Regions from separate parts of the Ovis aries genome. Here region 2 is linked to region 1. Evidence: chromatin contacts called from public Hi-C data. All regions are on one chromosome and are shown on one strand. Each heading gives the region's core, a stretch centred on a gene start, on an enhancer-like site or on the middle of the called end of the contact. The rest is flanking DNA. Distances are from core to core; before and after follow the strand shown. Region 1 holds the start of MTHFSD (methenyltetrahydrofolate synthetase domain containing). Region 2 holds the start of FBXO31 (F-box protein 31).

Region 1 (4,651 bases), core at 796-3,295:
ACAGATCCCCTGGACCACCACCCATACCAGGCCCTTCACAGGTAGACCCCAGAGCGTCCTGGAACCCACTGCAAACACTCTGGTGCCTCTTGACCCTTCTGAACCAAGAAGGCAGAAATCAAGACTGCAGATTCATGTGTATTTAGGGAACAAGCATCTCCAAGGATGCAGGACTACAGTGCTGTCAGCCTGGTTGAGGCCATGTAGGCAGCTTCCAGGACTTGGCTTGTTCTTTCCTGCTGGGAGCTCTGCATTTTCTGGTCTCTGCCGGAAGTCTGTTCTACTCCCTGTCAGTCAAACCCTCACTCTTCAAGGCCTAGCTTTAGCACCACCCCCAGGAAGTCTCCCCTCCATGCTGCTCCAGTGCTCTGAGGATCCCTGACACTGAGTGTGGAATGAGCTGCAAAGCCCTGTCGTCCGCTTCAGCCTCATCTCCTGCCACCCCCCACCATGAATTTAAAAAGGGGCCCAATGTTGGTCCCTGGCCTCACACATCTGTACCCCTGTCTTTTTCAGGTCTTTGTACCTCCTCTCCTGTCAGGGCTAGCTGAGACAGACATTCCTCCTTTGGGACCTCTGATTCTTGAGGAACCCCAAACACCCTATTTTGTTTTTTGTGTTTTTTTTTTCAAAACAGAAACCATTAAAACAAATTCCCTGGTGGTGCATTGGTAAAGAACCTGCCTGCCAATGCAGGAGACACGGGTTCGATTCCTGGTCCAGGAAGATCCCACATGCCGAGAGACAACTAAGCCCAGGAGCCACAACTATTGAGTCTGTGCTCTAGAGCCGGGGAGCCACAACTGAAGCCTGAACCCTCTACAGCCTGCGCCACAAGGAAAGCAGCCTCAATAAGAAGGCTGTGTCCTGCATGTAGAGAGCATCCCCTACCTGTCACAACCAGAGAAAAGCCCCTGCAAATAACGAAGACCCAGGACAGCCAAATAAATAAACACTTTTTTAAAAAAAGCCACGACATTACTTTCACTAACAACTCAGAGGTCCAACAATATCCCCAGCACTGTGCAGGTCGCTGTGTGGGACCCAGGAATTGTAGGCATTGTGGCCCTTGCTCCAGAGTCAATTAATCATCACATCTGAGTGACTCCCATTTAGAAAGCAGTGGGCTAATTGCAAGGGGAGGGAGAGAATAAAAGGGCAGCGCCCTGCCCTTGGAAAGTTACCAAAACATGGGAAATAATTAGGATAATAAAAGGCGACATATATTAATGTGAGAAATGCATGAACCCTGTTCTGTAACTGCCCGTCAGGTCAGCCTGGGTCTCCCTCCTCCTTCTACCTCTAGCCCCAAGCGCAGTCCTGGCACTTGGCAGGCATCTCCAAAGGTCTTTGTTACCATTCCACCGAGCTACCAGCACCTGTTTCCTGTGCTGTTCCATGCTGCCCGGCCAGTAACGGAGGAGGGGATTTATTCACATTTCTCCAAATCGGCTTTAACAGACCGTGGGGGCAGCGAGAGCCTCAGTACCATCTTTGCCAGGCAATCCTGCAATCAATCACCGAAGCTCAGGGGCTCTGGGGCGAGCCTCCTCAGGGCCTGGGGCAGACGACACAGGAGGCAGAGCTCATCTGGGGGGAGGCGGGTGCGGAAATGGACACCACCACCTACCCAGAAGGCAGCCCCGCTTCTTCTACCTACTCCACCGACAGCGTCCCGACCCCGCTCAGAACCCTCGGAGACCCCGCCCGTCCATGTCCCCTTCTGTCTCTGGCGGTTTCTCCGCCCAATCCCTGGGGACTCCTCCACGACCCCTTGCCGGTCCCTCACGTGACCCCTCCGCGACCCCCGGTCCGTCTCTCAGGCGGCCCCTCCGCGTCCCCCGCCCGACACTCAGGTGGCCCCTCAGCCTTCCTTGGCCCGTCTCTCAGGTAGCCCTCAGCGTCCCCTGCCCGACTCTCAGGTGGCCCCTCCGCATCCCCCGCGCGTTTCTCAGGTGGTGCCCGGGGCCGCCCCTCACCCGCCCTCGGCTCCATGGCGACGCTGTCAGTGCGCGACACCTCGCTCGGCGGAGTCCCGCGCGAAGTGACGTCACCGGTGCGCGCACTCCCCGCGCCTGCGCACTAGTCTGGACCCGGGGTGGGGGCACGGTGGCCTCGCCGCAGAGGCCTGGTGGGAACGCTCCGCTGCACGCATGCGCGTGCGAGTCCGCGCGCTGGGAGGAGGGTGGTGGGTGTGGTCTTGAAGGTTTATTCTCAATCAGGCGAGCACTGAGCGCTAGGTCTGACAGGCATTTGCCAGGAGCTGGGTGGGCAGAAGAGGAGGCTACCGAGTGAACACCCGTAGCCTGTCCGAGCCCACTGCCAGTTCAAACACACCCACCTCCACTTCTAGTCCCCAGAGGCCCCCTACTCCGAGAAGCCGACCGGGATTGCTCCTCCATGACTCAATTCCTCCCCTGTGAGACTCTACAGATGTTAAATGGCACGGTCTGTTTTCTGCTCCCTCTCTTCTCTCCGCATCATCTTCACACAAACATCTCCTAAAGTGCTAAAAAGTAAATAAATAGAATAATAAATAATTCTAATAACAGAAGCTGGCTCCCAAGAAGCTAGATTCCTTCCCCGCTGGGGAGTGAGTCACTCTGCTTCGTTCAGTCCTTTGTAGGCCCGTAGGATCTCCCTCTCTTGTGGTCACCGTGAGACCCAGTGGTCACTTTGAGGGAGGATGGTGATTCTAAGCCTGATGTATTTCCTGGAGCTCAGAATACCCAACCCACAGTCTGCAGGCTCGGTGAAAAACAGCTTCCTCACCTCTTTCTTTCCCTGCCCTGTCCAACAATCAAAGCCCTGTCTGCACCTCCCAGGGAGCAGTCTGCTTTTTCTGGGCTCTGATAATGAATCCTTTTACCCCACAGGGTTAATTACAGGCTTGTAAGTTGCTGGTATAAAAAACTAAAATATCATAGACATTGAGTCATGTGTTCAGTCATCCCTTCACGCATACACTCTTGACTGTGTATATATATAGTCAGGAAATTATATAAATGTATGTTTCCACATAGACTATTTACATAGAAGTTTGTGTTTTAACTTTTTGAGTTGTCTCTAATTTCCAAGACACTAACCCTAATCTTAAAGAGGCAGCAAAGTAATGAGTTAAGAGATCCCAATTCCCTCACTTGTAGCTGAAAATTTGGGGTTACTTAAAATCTCTAGACCTAAGTTTCCTCACCTTTAAAATGGTGATAGTAACAGTTCAGTTCAGTCGCTCAGTCATGTTCGACTCTTTGCGACCCCATGAATCGCAGCACGCCAGGCCTCCTTGTCCATCACCAACTCCCAGAGTTCACTCAGACTCACGTTCATTGAGTCAGTGATGCCATCCAGCCTTCTCATCCTCGGTCGTCCCCTTCTCCTGCCCCCAATCCCTCACAGCATCAGAGTCTTTTCCAATGAGTCAACTCTTCGCATGAGGTGGCCAAAGTACTGGAGTTTCAGCTTTAGCATCATTCCTTCCAAAGAAATCCCAGGGCTGATCTCCTTCAGAATGGACTGGTTGGATCTCTTTGCAGTCCAAGGGACTCTCAAGAGTCTTCTCCAACACCACAGTTCAAAAGCATCAATTCTTCAGCGCTCAGCCTTCTTCACAGTCCAACTCTCACATCCATACATGACCACAGGAAAACCATAGCCTTGACTAGACGGACCTTAGTTGGCAAAGTAATGTCTCTGCTTTTCAATATGCTGTCTAGGTTGGTTGGTCATAACTTTTCTTCCAAGGAGTAAGTGTCTTTTAATTTCATGGCTTCACTCACCATCTGCAGTGATTTTGGAGCCCCCAAAAATAAAGTCTGACACTGTTTCCACTGTTTCCCCATCTATTTCCCATGAAGTGATGGGACTGGATGTCATGATCTTCGTTTTCTGAATGTTGAGCTTTAAGCCAACTTTTCACTCTCCTCTTTCACTTTCATCAAGAGGCTTTTTAGTTCCTCTTCACTTTCTGCCATGAGGGTGGTGTCATCTGCATATCTGAGGTTATTGATATTTCTCCTGGCAATCTTGATTCCAGCTTGTGTTTCTTCCAGTCCAGCATTTCTCATGATGTACTCTGCATGTAAGTTAAATAAGCAGGGTGACAATATACAGCCTTGATGTACTCCTTTTCCTATTTGGAACCAGTCTGTTGTTCCATGTCCAGTTCTAACTGTTGCTTCCTGACCTGCATATAGGTTTCTCAAGAGGCAGGTCAGGTGGTCTGGTATTCCCATCTCTTTCAGAATTTTCCACAGTTTCTTGTGATCCACACAGTCAAAGGCTTTAGCATAGTCAGAAAGCAGAAATAGATGTTTTTCTGGAACTCTCTTGCTTTTTCGATGATCCAGCAGATGTTGGCAATTTGATCTCTGGTTACTCTGCCTTTTCTAAAACCAGCTTGAACTTCAGGAAGTTCATGGTTCACATATTGTTGAAGCCTGGCTTGGAGAACAGTACCTACCCCAAAAGAGGATTAAAGAGATGTCACAGGCAGAACATCTTGGCACACAGTGGGCATGCATTATATTTTCTCTTTATTTATTAGGGAGAAAAGTCTTGGAAAAGTCATACATTCATTCAGTAAACACTTCCTGTCCACCTGCTCCAAGGTACCCTGCAAGGCACTAGGGCTGCAGAGTTGCCACTGCCTGGA
Region 2 (4,651 bases), core at 1,262-3,761, 580 kb after region 1:
CGGATAATATATTTCTGAACTAAAGCACTATAATACAATGTTGGGGATGTTACAGGTGTATGTATATACAAGTAAACTCGACCCACAAGCGTGGCTGCTTCTTGAGGGTGGGAAAGACAAGGCTGATCTGGAGGGATTTGAGAGCTGGCTAGAAGGCTTTCTTTTAAAAAAAAAAAAAAGGAGAAAAATCAAAGGCAAATATGATAGAAGACTTAACTGTTATTTACTGGGGATGACTAAGAAGGCGTCTGCTTTACCATGTTTGTCTTTCATTTTTTTAATTTCTCAGAGTGAAAACTCTCCCAGCTGCCAGGCCACCTTGGTGAAGAGGAGGCCTTGACCCAGCTGTCAACGGTGTCTGCTGTCCCCAGAGAGCTGCACTGAGAGGCACAAAAGCAGGCAAGGAAAGGCTAGTCATCTTCCATCTGCCCTCACACCTTTCTTCATCTTCAGGAGGACTTTTCATATTTCCACTAGAAGTTGTAAGAACCTGTCCTGAGCTGTACCTCTGGTTAATTTTACCCTGTGGCACACCTCTGAGCTTTCTGATCACACGCAAGTCTTGTTAGCCTCTGTTCCTACATATCCTACAGTTTCCCCAGAGACAACCCCCTGGAGACCACCACACAGGTTTGGCTGACTGATGGAGAAACTCACAACGCTCAAAGCAACATCTGTGACAAATCTGGGATTCACAAGGGTACAAAATGCAAAACAAACCAAACGAAAAGGTGGAATTCTCTTTGCCTCTGAAAGAGGTGAAATTAAAATGGCCGTGAAGCATCATCACCAGTTAGGGTGTGAGGGCTTCATCTGTTATCATCTCATTTTACCCTCAAAGTCACCCTATGGGGGCAGCACTTCCCAGTAACAGTTGGGCCAGGGAAGCAGCGTGTCCAGGATCTCAGCAGATAAACAGAGTCTAGTCACCGACGACCAATCCTGACCAATCCTGAGGGCTGACCACTGAGCTTTATGGTAGAAAGATGATGAACTGACTGACCTCCCTCTGGAGAGGATTCAGAGAAAGAGGCCATCTCGTGAGGTCTTCCTGGGGGTGTAAATACCAACAGCTGGGCAATGAGTTGTAAGGTGTTATCAAGATGCACAGCCTCCCTGCTGCCCACAACCCCACTTTGGAAAGTTACACCCCAAGAAGATAGTCTCAGAAGTTCTAAAAGGTACATGTAAGTCCCATCAATTCCTATAAAATGCACAAGGCAGTCTCGATGGCACAAGGAAAAACTGCAAGCTTAAAAGTCTAACAGTAAAGGACTAGCCTGTGGCATACACAGGCAGTGGAACACTATGAAGTTTTTTATACTGAATCTTCTGAGATCATAAATGATACGGTCCCATTTACGGAAAAATGTGTACATGACTCCACATGTGCATACGGTGAGACGTTTCCCAAAATTTTAAGAGTGGCTCATCTTTGATAGCAAAGACCTCTGATGATTTTTTACTTTTTTCCCTTTTTGTCCTTCATTGTTTGGTTTTTCTTCTTACCTATCCTTTTTACCGAAACTCTAGAGTTTAGTGAACAGCAGAGATCTGTCAACGTTTAAATGAATACAGAGCCCTGAACTCTGGGTTAAGTAAAGCTGTTTTCAGGGGATTTGTTACAAAACTATTCACCACCCTCACTTCGGACATCAGCATCCCTTGAGCGGGGCATAAGCGCCCTCCAGCAATGCCTGCCTCACAACCCACCGCTTCACAGACCAGGTCCTCGCCCTCGAGACCGTCCAAACCCTCGGGCTCCCCTAACTATTCAAGTTCACCCTCATCGATCTCGTCAGCTCCGCCCCCAGGGACCGGGAACCGAGAAGGGTGTCACAGACGTCAGCTAGTTCCCCGGCCTAAACCCAGCCCCAGCTCGCGTCGCTGCCCTCGGCGTCCTGGCCCCCGTAGCTGGGGGACCCCCTCACCCGTCTCTGAGCACCCCATGAACTCCGCCGCGCCCGGTACCCGCGCCCGCATCTGTGGCAGCGGCCCCCGGGGTCACAGCAGCACCCGGTGGCTGGGACCTTCCGCCAGGGATCCTTGTTCGATGGCAACTGCCCTTCCAGAGCTGGTGGGGACCCCACCCTAGCCCCTCCCAGTCAAGCCCCCTGGGGCCCAGGCCCCGCCCCGGCGCACTCACCCTCCCGGCAGCGCCGCCTCCAGATGGTGTCAGTGTGCAGAATGCGTCGGAACTTGGTGCAGACCTGGGCCAGGCTGGGCAGGTCGGTGCCGGGCAGCGACGCGAAGATCTCCACCAGCAGCTCGGGCGGCAGCTCCAGCAGCGAGCATCGCGGGGGCGACGAGGGGCCCGCGCTCCGGTCGTCCCCCGCCCCGGACAGCGCCGCCGAGCCCGCCTCGATGAGCTCCTCCTCGGGGTCCGTGTCCGGTTCGCTGTCGGCCGCTGCGGTCTCGGCCGGGCCCCGGCGCTGCTGGCGGCGCCGGCATCCCCGCGACGGGCCCACGCCGCAGAGGCGAGCGCACACCGCCATGCCGGCGACTGACGGCCGCCGCGCCGCCGCCGCCAGTGCGCACGCGCCGCCCGAGAGCAGAGCCCCGCCCGCCCGGCCGGAGAGCCAGGCCCCTCCACGCCGCGCCACGCCCCTCCAGGGAGCCTTATTCCCGCCCCTCCAAGGAGCTTTATCCCCGCCCCCAGAAACGCGGAGTCCCGCCCCCCTGGGGAGCGGAGCACCACCCCTGGGAGAGCCCTGCCTCGCCACGCCCCGTCAGAGAGCCAAGCCCCGCCCCAGGGAACCAAGGCACGCCCCTGGGGTTTGAGGCCCCGCCCCGCCTGACAGCTAAGCCACGCCTCTAGTACGTTGCCGACGTCCCTGTCTGGGGCTTGGCCACGCCCACTAGGGGGGACCCGAAGAGTCTTGGGCTCGCGTGGCCGGAAAGCCCCTCGCCTCGACCGCCCTTCAGGGTTCATTAGGTCCCTCTTCTCGCAGCCCCACCCGTCCCAGGCGGCCCCGGCCTCCGCTCACCTGAGGACTGCGGGCCTCCCGTCGCGAGCGCGGACAGAGCACGGGAAAGGAATGTCACCGACAAACGCACGACGGCCGCCCCTTCCCGACTGAGCGCACACGACGGGGTAGACAGTAGATGGCGTGCTGCCGGTTGTGAGGGCCGAACTCACCACCTCCTGAGTACGGGACTGGAGCTCTCCCAGAGGTCACTCTGAAGACCCTACGAGGGACCCCCCCCCCACCTCGCCCTCGGAGAATGCCTCGGGAAGGCCCGAAGGCCCCTTCCAGAGCTCCCCCCAAGGATCCCCAAAGAACCCCCTGGGAAGACCCAGAGGACCCCCAGGGAAACTGGAGGACCCCCTCTCTCAAGGACCCTCTGGGAAGGCCTCAAGGAGCCCCCAAGAATCCCCCTGAAGATCCCCAAAGAACCATCCAGGGAAGCCCGAGGACACCCCCACAGGATCGTCCCAGGAGGGCCCCTAAAAAGACCCCTGGGAATTCCAAGAACTCTCCAGAAAGGCTCTGAGGACCCTCTGGAGAATCCTCCAAAAAGGCCTGGAAGAGAGTCCTCCTACAACCCCCCCATGAAGGCTCAGAGGATACCAGCCTCGGACCCTTCAGGAGGAGCCCTCTTAAAACCCTCAGGACCTCTAAAACCCCCGTGAGCACCCTTCCATGAAGAACCTCCCAGGATAGCCCAGAGAACACTCTTCTGAGGACCTCCCGGGAAGGCCTGGAAGAACTCCCCGCAGGATCCCAAGAACCCCACCAAAAGTTTCAAAGGACCCCAGTGTACACCTCAAGGATCCCCCCTGTGAGAACAATTCAGGATGCGCACAAGGATAACCACGCCACGTCTCCCCATGACCCAGAAGGGTCATATAAGGTGTGATTAGGGGAACAACACAAACTTATAGCACCTGGAACTAGTTAAGCCAAGTCGGACCCTAAATTATGCCTTTCTTTTATTTAAAAACTGACATTCACTTATTTCTACCCTGATTGCAATGAAAAGGGGAAATCACACTAGGTGGGTAGTCTGTATGATCTTCAGTTCAGTTCAGTTCATTTCAGTCGCTCAGTCGTGTCTGACTCTGCTACCCCATGGACTGCAGCACACCAGGCCTCCTTGTCCATCACCAACTCCTGGAGTTTACTCAAATTCATATCCATCCAGTCAGTGACACCATCCAACCATCTCATCCTGTTGGCCCCTTCTCCCACCTTCGATCTTTCCCAGCATCAGGGTCTTTTCAAATGAAATGGGTATATCTTTCCTTTTCTCCTTTGCTTTTCACTTCTCTTCTTTTCACAGCTATTTGTAAGGCCTCCTCAGACAACCATTTTGCCTTTTTGCATTTATTTTTCTTGATCACTGCCTCCTGTACAGTGTCATGAACCTCTGTCCATAGTTCTTCAGGCACTCTATCAGATCTATATGATCTTGCTGTGCCCTAATTACCTTGTTTACTGTGCTCTAGGGTACTGTGGGTTCTAGAGGGGAAGCCAGCTGGGGCCTGGGGCAGGGGTGAAAGACACAAAGCCTTCCTGTGACAGTGGCTTCCCCTTAAGCAGCACTAATAATAAGAAACTGTCATTTCCAGAGAGAAGGATGCGATTACGAGAGGAAGCAGACCTCTGCCTGGCTGGGCCCAACTCCTTTCTGGTCCAGACTGACGTCA

What was found. A called contact is a pair of places that touch in the nucleus more often than the background predicts.
Region 2: a Hi-C map of tail adipose tissue shows a contact between it and region 1, with 2.6 times the contacts expected there. The contact joins the promoter of FBXO31 here to the promoter of MTHFSD in region 1. A contact is called at or near these places in 2 of 16 Hi-C or Micro-C datasets (muscle and tail adipose tissue).

The regions. Positions count from the first base shown.
Region 1 is chr14:11,918,309-11,922,959 of ARS-UI_Ramb_v3.0, forward strand. MTHFSD (methenyltetrahydrofolate synthetase domain containing) reads right to left here and starts at 2,046. Exons shown (of 8, transcript XM_060397897.1): 1 at 1,980-2,046.
Region 2 is chr14:12,501,682-12,506,332 of ARS-UI_Ramb_v3.0, forward strand. It overlaps FBXO31 (F-box protein 31), which reads right to left and starts at 2,512. Exons shown (of 7, transcript XM_042231526.1): 1 at 2,147-2,512. The coding sequence starts at 2,495.